Linked DNA regions of Capsicum annuum: region 1 is linked to region 2. A link is a contact called in public Hi-C data. All regions are on one chromosome and are shown on one strand. Each heading gives the region's core, a stretch centred on a gene start, on an enhancer-like site or on the middle of the called end of the contact. The rest is flanking DNA. Distances are from core to core; before and after follow the strand shown.

Region 1 (5,327 bases), core at 369-2,868, 210 kb after region 2:
TCAATGCAAAATTTGACAAACTTTTTTTGCCTATATTCTCATTCAATTATTTTATTAAGTAGCAAGATAAATATATATTGTTGCATTTTGATCTTGTTGATTGAGACTTGTAACTGAAACTGCGGCTATTGTACCCGTCTCGACCCTCAACTTGCCCTCACCTCCACCGTCAACTTATCTTATTTTTATAGTATTTGTCTAAATTATACTTCATTTAAATATTCTTCTAATAATAATTTGTATTTATCTATCGAACATAAAAAATAAATAAAGTGAATGAAAAAGACAAGGTGTGGGGCTGAGGAAGAAGGAATATTTTGGGTTTTACATTTCTTTCACCAACATGATTGACTTGTAGAATTAAAACTCCATTACAACCTCTGAGTTCCTTCAGTTTCTGACACTGAATGTTCTCCCTTATATGGTTCATTCGTACACGCTCTGTTTTGAAAAAAAAAAATCCTAGGTTGGATATCTGTAATAGAATTTGATTAATTTAGGTTTACTTCGAGTAGAACTCATTCAGGAATAGCACTCCATATCTGAATGCATGTCACAAAAATTAAAACTTGTTATTAACGAAGGAACAACTCTATCCACTGTACAACATTCTTTTGACGATCATTATACACTCTTTCTCCCCCACCAAAAGAAAAAAAGCAATAAAATAAAACTTCAAACCAGGCACAGAATACACAAGGAAAGTAGCATTGAATTCAATAGCTTGAATAGAAATATCTTTTCAATTATCAAGAACCAAAGCAAGAATATATACTTCCTTATATTGTGGCTTTAAGAAGATTCCCATTTCCCATTTCTAAGACAAAAAATTGAAGATTTTATAGTTCTGGGGTAGACAAAGGTGGAATTGGGATTTTTAGTTTATGGGTTATGCGTCAACTTCTTCTTCTTCTTTGTTTCCCTTAAAGAGTTCTCAATAAATTACGCATACATATTAAACAGTATTTTCAACATAACTACAGAATTTGAACTTAAGTCATAAGATTCTGCCAAATCTGTAACTACCATGCTAGCTCCGTCCCTGAGTAGGCTAATAATGCAAGCTTTGCTTTGGTTCTCACCAGAGGTATCAAAATGGGGAGTGGGGGTTAGATTGAATTTGTGTGGCTTAAAATAGACTGAGTTATTAATTCGCTCAAAAGTTACCTAGGTTAAAATGTTAAAATGTAGGATCATAATCCACTCGCCTAATTCTTACTATCTTATTTATTATTTGTTCTTTTATAATTTTTATGTACCTGATAAAGCTGCATGATATATTAAAACATTTTAACAATTTCTCATTGATTAATTTAGGTTCGTATCAGCTCAATTTTTAATTGGCTAGACGAGTTGAACAAAAAAAAAAAAAAAAAAATTAATTGATAAACAACCCACTGATACTTAAACAGATTGAACGAATTATGTTCTCATAAACTAATTTTCCACCTCTCACTGAGTTGATGTAACAGTAATTAAAAACTGATAAATAGATTCAATTGGCTAGTGTTAAACAAGTTTCTACTGAATTTACTTAGGAGTGAAGATATTTAAAAAGTGAGTAATGTCAAATATAAGTTTCTTTTGTACAAAAGGGAAAGAGCTACATGTAATCTATCCTATTAATCCAGTTTAGTGGCAAGTGGCTTGTACCCATGATAAAGCATTGATTACTTTGATGAATGCCCAACCAACAACATGACCATGTTAGTCAATATACCACTATCTCCAATAAAGCAAATTAAAGAAACAAAAAGAAGAGAACAAAGAAAAAGCAAACAAAAGTAAAACAGAAAAAAAAAAAAAAAAAAAACTAAGTATTCTCCTTCTTTATGTCTTATCATATGCTCCCTTTTTCCTATCTGATATAACCAAAGTGCTCTTAGGTAACTTCTCATTCCTCTGTTTTCCCCTGTTTTATACGTATTGCTTGAGATGGGAAAGTGACCTCTTTTTGGGCCACACAAAATTTTGTTTTTCTGCAGTGTCATGTATAGTAAGAGTCTTCCGGACGACGATAAATTGGTGCCTGTAAGTAATCCAAGAACTTGGGCACCATATATGAGTACTAGGGACTGTTCTCAAGGATTTTGCAGTTTATACTGCCCACAATGGTGTTACATAATTTTCCCTCCACCACCACAATTTGATTTCTCTGCTGATGATGATTCTGGTCGTAATTTCTCTCCTCTAGTTATCGCGATCATCGGAATTCTTGCTAGTGCTTTCCTATTAGTAAGCTACTATGCCATAATATCAAAGTATTGTGGGAATTCAAGAAGAAGGGAAAATCATCAGGAAGAATCAGAATTTGAAGAGGATCATGACCCTTCTAATCACGAGGCATGGAATGTTACCGCGGGTGGTGGTTTGGATGAGGCATTGATCAAGTCTATTACAGTGTTTAAATACAAGAAATGCGATGGATTATTGACTGAAGGAACAAATTGTTCTGTTTGTTTAAGTGAATTTCAAGAAGATGAAAGTCTTAGACTTTTGCCTAAATGTAGCCATGCTTTTCATGTAATGTGCATTGATACATGGCTAAAATCTCATTCAAATTGCCCGTTATGCCGGGCTCATATAACTGTTTCAAATGCTTCACCTCCTCCATTACCTCCTCCTATTATGGAAGCTCCTCAAATTGAAACAACTCCACAAATCCAACCGGAACGTGATATAGAAATGGGCATCAGAGAAGAGGAAACACGAGACGAAGAAGAAAAAGAAGAGGATGTAACGAACCAAAACCATATGAATCAAGAAGTTAGGAGGAGATCAGTGTCAATGGATTGTGTATCTCAAGGTCATTTATCTATAGCTGATATACTGAGAATTGATCAAGATGAATTTCATGATTGTGTAACGGGGGAAAATTGTGAGTTGCAAAGGGATGTTGGAACGTCAAAACAAGAAAATAATGGTGAAGAAATGAGTAGGAGTGGGATTAGAAACAATGTACTAGTACAATATTGTGTAGCAAGTCCTATGATGATGAAGAGATCATTATCAAGTGGGAGATTCTTGTTTACCAAACGGGGGAGAGGACAAAATATGGCCAATCCATTGTCAAATGTTTGAATATTTTTTTGTGCTAATTTTTTAGGAGGATTTGTGTATGCTATTGAACAAAGAGTTGATTAAACATGAGTTTGAAAGGTATTTTTCCTCTTAGAATTTGAGTTTTTCTGTTCCTCTTTTTCCCATCCACTATTTTTGTATAGCTTAGTGGGTGGACGATTGTTCTATGCAAAAATCAAGGGAGAGTTCTATGTCTTGGGATTCCATTGGCAATTTGGCATGTTGAGTTTTGTTTGTTTGATTATTGATGAGAGGCTAATACAGCTACAACTGTTGTATTGGAGATTTGGAGTTAGGTTTAATAGCCCCTTAAACAAAAATGTTGCGAGTGAGTGATTTTTGTAGGGATGATTTTAGAAACTTTTGATCACGTTTCTTGTCGTAACATTAATTTCTCTTGTAGTTTAGATATTATACTTGGCTCTAATAATACCAATAGGCATGCAACATCCTTAATTTTTCCGCACAAACACTATGGTGTTATATACTATATTGATCGCAATACCGGAAGATTGCAACTCCAGAATGTAAACAACAAACGGAAATTGCAGAACAATTGAAAAAATAGGACAATTAATCAGAAAGGGGACAAGCTAAAAATTTGAAAGAGGAGGTGAGAAGAATAGACTGAGCCAAGGCTGCAAAACTCCTAACATAGTATGTAACACCATCGACCCTAGTGTTTCCTTCTTTCTAGTTCACGTCAAATAAAACTCTCTAACATGTTACTTGGCCCAATAAAATTTCACTTCTAGCTCATATAGGATCTTATGGAGCTTCTACCAAAAAAAAAGGATCTTATGGAGCCAGCTTGCTTCACAACAAGGTAACATACTTCCGTGACTTATTTTGTTAATAATAAGAAATCTCAGTAAAAATATACAAGTAAAAGGGGCCAAGCCTTACCTCATTAATCCCAGCGATGGCAAGACAAAACTTATTTTCAACATCATAAGAACTAGAGATGACCAAATATATTACAATTATCACAGAGTTTATGGTGTAGTCCACAATGATAGTACATCTATTGATACTTGTATAATGCGATAAATCAAAACTAGACCAATCGAACATGAAGAGTTGTTGAAAATGTTTTCATCCATACCGAACTCTCCCTAAATACTTCATTTATATTGCCTGTTAAAGCATTTGAACTGTGAATTTATGTCCATTTCTATTCTGGCATTTTCCCTGCCTCTGTGCCATGGAGAGTTAATTTGAACCAAATGGTAGAGTTGGTAATATGAGAAACCCCACCCCACCCCCCACCCCCGAAAAACAAAAAAATCTTGTAGTTTCATTTTTTAATCAAAATTTCAAAAGGAAGATGATTTCACTCTTTAAATATGTGAGAGTGCATAACTTAGGATAGAACATATTATATCTTATACTGAAATCGGTGGTGACATGCTTAGGAAAGAATAAATTAGAGAGTTACTAATGATACTTTAATCGATGTCATTAGATTTTTCCATAATGTTCAATGATGAAGTATGTTTAGATTTGAGTAATTGGTAGGGCCTGGGGGCCGGGCTTTGGTTCTAATGCTTAAGACAACCTACTAGCCCCCCAATAATTAGGTCTTACACATTTAGAAAAGCCAGGGATAATAAATGAAAAAATTACATTTCATAGATAAAATAAGTTCTTAATTATATATGATTAAGGTTTAAAATAATTACCTTACATGATTATTTGTTAGTTTTATAACTGTTTTTTATGTAGGCTCTCACATCTAAATAATCTATACTAAGTATATAATAAATACTTTCTCTCTAGAGTTTTCATCTCTTCACTTCATTCAAATTTTTCTATGGCATTTTCTCACAAAGCTTCTAATTTTTCAATACCAATTTTCATGAATTTCAATTTAATTTTTTTTTATTTGTTTGAAAGGTTGAATCTTTTTTGTACTTTATATATTGGGATTTCAAGAATAAGACAATCCATTTTTACTTTGATGAATAAGATGAAAAAACTCACGGCTTCTGCCGCTGACGTCACTATTGTCGGTACTACGCCGTTGTCAGAGCCACCACTTACCACCAATCAATTAGTCCAACTAAAATGACTGGTGGAGGCAGAGATGGAGAGAAGAGTGTTTGATGGTTGAAGGAGATAGCGATGGTGTTCATAGTGGAATCATCTTAATTTTCTGACCTCATATTCAATTGAATGTTTGAGACAAAGTTTAATCAATTCGAGCATTTCTTAATCGTAAATGTAATGTTTCCTCTTCATCTCAA
Region 2 (5,075 bases), core at 1,708-4,207:
GTACTTCAGTTTTCTATATACTAAGGCAAATGATGTACACGAGATCTAGCATACAACAAATTAAACTTAGACCATACACCAATTTACACCGTACTATATAAAATACCTAAGCAGTTTACGTAAAAATGCATCAAATAGAGGTATATAATGTAGTATAAGAAATATGTGAGTATGCATATATTGTGATCGGTATTCTTTTTGGCCTTGGATATTGATGTTTTCCTGGTTGAACTTGTTGTTTCTTGTTTGCATTGATTGGTACTGAGATGCGATCTCATTATTGAACTCCATCTTCATTGACAGTAAATAGGAAAATAATTCAGAATTATCAAAATATATATGGATGATTTATATCCACAAAAATTCCTCCGACTTGTTTTATATCACAAGTTTCAAACGTTTTCCTTCTTTATTGAACTTTGTGTCAATATATGCATATATGATGAGTTACTTACTTGAGGTAGAAATGCTCTATAGGGGTGGTTAAAAGGGAATGAAGTGGTTGCAATATTAGGGGCAGCGGCAGATTTGGTACCTATGGAGCTGATAGCGTCGTTATTAGGAATGGATGATGTCATGGCAAAAGCTGGTGAGATGAAGGGAGGACAAAGAGTGGGAATTGATGAAGTTGGATAATTGAGGGGAGCTGTAGTAAGAGAGTGATAAGGCGCTAGAGGTAAATTAGCAGTCATATTGTTAAGCATTGCTGCAGTACTACCCATGCCATTCGTGCTAGTAAAGGCATTTGAATATGTGGTTGCATTCCTAGAGACATCATCATCATTTGTTGCTCCATATTTCTAGCACTGGTTATCAACTGAACATGTGCTTGAAGCTGCTTTAAGTACTTTATCACTTCCTCCAGCATTGATGCTTTATCTGTCTGCACAAATAAAATCATCCATAATTATGTCGCTAAAAATTACATTATAGGGGTATGGCTAAGGATGATCAGTTGAACATTCTTCGCAGAAAATTGTAGTGTACATAGATCAAATAGTTTCATATGTGGTAGCTATAACCCACCTTACTTGCATTTGGCACCAACTTCTGCAGAGCTTTCATCTTTCCATTAATTCTATCTCGGTGTCGCTGAACCCAAAAACAAAACAACGCGTTCATATAGTGAAAGGATGTAGCTTATGTATATATATAAACTAAGGTGCGTTAACTCCAACATATATGCCCTCTCTGACTGGTTATGATCAGCAATTCTTCTGCTGCGTTTTGATAGGTTGGAGCTTTTTGTTTCACGTTCTTCCTTCTTGTTTTCCTGTAACAAGTCATCCATTATGCATAAGAGTTTGATAACATAGACGTATTTTCTAAAAGTAGACATGATATTACTGAAAAATATAATTCCAAAATACTAGTACTACATATAGTACTAACATAGTGGGACATTAGCTAGGTGGCTACTGATATTTGTATTTCATCATCATACTACTAGCTACTATCATTAGAAATTTGGCTTTTGGCAATCACTATTTAACGAAGATACACTATTCCATCATGTTTGTCTCTAACATATACTTTTCGGCCTAGCAAGATAACTTCGGAAGTGCTTGCTTATGATCGATCAATTATGTGTACTGTTGTTGAATATGATTGTTCCGTCATCTGTTGTTTGTGTATTTTTGTAGGTTCGATCAGCTGCACTAGATACATGGCTCCCAAATCAAGTTGCATTTATTCAATGTTAGGTTTTTCTCCTCAAATTCTTACACTTTTTATGTTGATGTGATAAATAAGTTGACTCAATTGTTGATTCGATAAATGGCCTAATTGTGTGTAATCCCTTTTCTGTTGCCGGTATAGCAATGGGAAACGAGAAGGCGAATATTTATTGTGAAGCTGAGCTTCCTCCAAATTACGATAGAGTTGGTATTGAGATTTCATCCTTGCAAAGTATGTCCCGTACTAGTTCCTGGCTTAAGCAATCCTTTCGATCTAGTATGTTGCAACTTCATCGGCAGTACCTGTATTTCGTTTAGGTATGAGGATAAGAGGTGGATCCCTAAGGATGAGAAGGAGATTCAAGAAGGGAGGGCCACAGGGCGACAACAACGACATTGTGACAGAAGTAGTCATGGGCATGTTCGTAACTCTTTTGTTCATCCAATGAGAGAGTGAGTATACAATGCCCTAGCACAAAGCAAGCGATGTCTGCTGCTAGATTAAGTATACCTCTGCCAGCAAGAGGACCGGAACAAGTATATCAAACTTTTATTCACCATTCTAATACTTTTATATCTGTTACAAACTTTGAATCTAATAGTTCAACTCATGAAAAGGTATCTCCTGGTGAGGGTGCACTTCCTCACCAGACAAGTCAGATGACACAACCGATTGCAGTCGCTGAATCTGTAAAGCAGGTTGCAGAAGTTGTTAATCCTCCTAAAGTTGATATTGCTACTGATCTTTTCGACATGTTGTCTATGGATTCTCCAAATGACAATGGCGCAAGTGCTGCTTCTGTAGATGATAACTCATGGAGAGCTTTTCAACGTATGTTACTTAAGTCGCCGCTTTCCTATATTTTTTCTTCAGCTCTTTTATTCTAATCAAACCTTGTAACTTCTCAGCTGTTGAAGAAGAACTAGCAACAAAAAGTGGTGTTGCGAAAGCTGATCATCGAAAATGCCAATCCTCCTCTGCAATTGATGGTTTATTCAAGGATTCATCAACACTGTCATCATCTATTTCAACTTCCTCCTTGTCCGATAAGCCTCCAAAAGATGTCAAAAATGATATCATGAACCTTTTCGACAAGGTACTATATGTAATTTTTTACTCACTGCTATGAGGAATTTTATGTTCCCCAGATAATGTCATCTAATGACAAACGGATCCATTAATGAGTCTTTTGACGTATTATTTTGCCTACATGTGGATTCGGAGCTCTACCAGAAAGTACGCATTTGCAGTCCGTGAGCGCAGAAGTTTATGAGTCCTAGTATACCTTATCTTTTCCTATGTGCGACAATGTTCTATAGTAATGGTATCAACAGTCACGTTTGCTGACAGACTGATGTTTTAAGGTTCCTGCCATAAATTATTGTCAGAGTTATAGCTAAACCATGACTTCTGCTGTTGTCCCATATATTGTTGAAGATTTATCTGAAAACATACCAAAGTGTCATTGGTGATTGCTCTGCTCGTAGAGTCATGGATTCGATGTATTTTTTAATTATAATGTCATTATACCAAAGTATCATTTGTCAATTATAATGTTTAAGTAGTTAGGTTGTGTTAATAATATTATATGAATTGAACAAATATTGGATTGTAGGTTATGCCTAAAAGAACAATCAAATTTGAGCTAAAATTAGAATCTATAATTACTTATTGAAAATTGATGGGTTCCACTAATTTTTTTTTTTTTTTAAAGAATAATTACGGAGGTTTTAAACCCCCGCAATTCTTAAATTAAAATTTATTATAAAAAGAATTAAATTTGGAGTAATGGGGTTCGACCGTTGCAAAATAACCGTCGTAAATTAGTTATGGCGTTCAGAAAAAAAACTACCGCAAATTGATTGTCGCGGCTCGTATTGTGGGGGTTTTGAGAACCCCGGAATCAAACTGTAAAATTAACCCTAGTAATTTAACCCGTTTTTTGTAGTGATATTTCAAGTATGAAATCAGGAGGAATATATCTTTCCTTATTATCTCCGTTTTGGTGAGATATGACTGTTCGCAATAAATTTTTGTCGTGCTAAAAATTAAATGTAAGCAAAGATAAAACAAACAAAAAGAAGAAGTTTTATATAAATGAATTTTTCAGGAACAATACTGTTATTCTCTCGATTCTTCTCTCCTAAGATTTTTCGTGATTCGAGGGCCTTTTGGAGCGTAATTCTCGAACTTTCGGATGATTTGAGCCTCCTAGAAATGCGTTTAGATCTTCGGGAATCGCCGGACAGCACTTCGTCGTGTCAAGTTGATCTCTGGGCAGAACTTCGTTAGTTAATTTTTTGAAGAGTTGTGTAGTCAATACAGAAGCTTTCTCTAATGTTTGCCAATTTATAGTTGTAGGGGGTAGGCAATACAAGTGTAAATAACCTCTACTACCTTATTCTGATTGATCCATTCAGTTTTCAAGCTTATCACAAATGTTATGTAATAAGGTTGCTTGTGATTGGCCAAAAATATTTCATTTGGTACACTTGGCGATGTTTTATTGGCTCTTGAACTTGACTTGGATTGCCACATCACTTGAGTGTATGGCCTTGCCTTGTTGGTCTTTAATTTGACTGGGATACCACGTCACTTGACACATAATATGAGTTTGGGCTTCAAGGTGAGATTGACCTTGATGGGGAATAAAATGGGCTTATTATTTTTACAGTCCAAAATAATTTTAGACCCAATAAAATATGGATCAAATTAAAATTTTATATGAATTTGATCCAATAAATTTTACGTATCTACACATGCCCCCAACTTCAAGGCTCGTCGAGGTGTTTGATTTGTCGGACTTGTTACAGACGAGATTCGAAGTATTTGTGGAGCCTTTTTTTGGCAAAACTTGAGCATTTTGTCAAAATTCAACTCCTCAAAATCATGATAAATCGGGTAGAATAACGTGAATCCCTTCATTGGGAGTGTAACTTCTGTTTAAAACTAAATATAACCAAATCATGTAGGATTCGGGTATTAGTTTTATATCAAATTTTAATAGGATTGAGTAATGATGTTATCCCACTTCAAAAAGGATTAAGAATTTGACTTATTTTTGACACTTGGACGTCCAGTTCTTCTTGAAGACAACTTGTTCAGCAGATTTCTTTTTGAAATCAAACTAGAGCCCTTTAGAGTCCATAAAAGGAAATCACGATCCCATTAAGTCATTGTATTTCATCCTGAGCCGCAATTCAACTCGCGTTCTTTTCCTCCTTTTTTTTTTTTGCTTTTTTCACAATTGAGTTTCAGGCATTTTAGGGCGTTTGTGGGAGAAACTTCATAATGCATCGTGGGAGTGTCTAAATCACAAACGACTTGTAGTGTTGAAAAGTAGACTTGTGAGGCTACGTTCTACGCAAAAATCACGCTCCAGATCCGCACAGGTATCC

The links. Hi-C and Micro-C count contacts between places; a contact is called where the count stands out from the background.
Region 1: a Hi-C map of leaf shows a contact between it and region 2, with 2.4 times the contacts expected there. The contact joins the promoter of LOC107872879 here to the enhancer-like site in region 2. A contact is called at or near these places in 3 of 5 Hi-C or Micro-C datasets (bud, leaf and placenta).

Annotation. Positions count from the first base shown.
Region 1 is chr6:186,195,979-186,201,305 of UCD10Xv1.1, forward strand. It overlaps LOC107872879 (RING-H2 finger protein ATL52), which reads left to right and starts at 1,619. Exons shown (of 2, transcript XM_016719531.2): 1 at 1,619-1,886; 2 at 1,986-3,162. The coding sequence starts at 1,990. The coding sequence ends at 3,081.
Region 2 is chr6:185,981,469-185,986,543 of UCD10Xv1.1, forward strand. It overlaps the pseudogene LOC107872881. Among protein-coding and RNA genes, the nearest start is that of LOC107872880, 61 kb to the right of the region's middle. Within about 2 kb of position 2,958, at least 2 of the 5 cell types and tissues checked have an H3K27ac peak or open chromatin away from gene starts, as enhancers often do. A contact at or near this core is called in leaf, where this site is marked.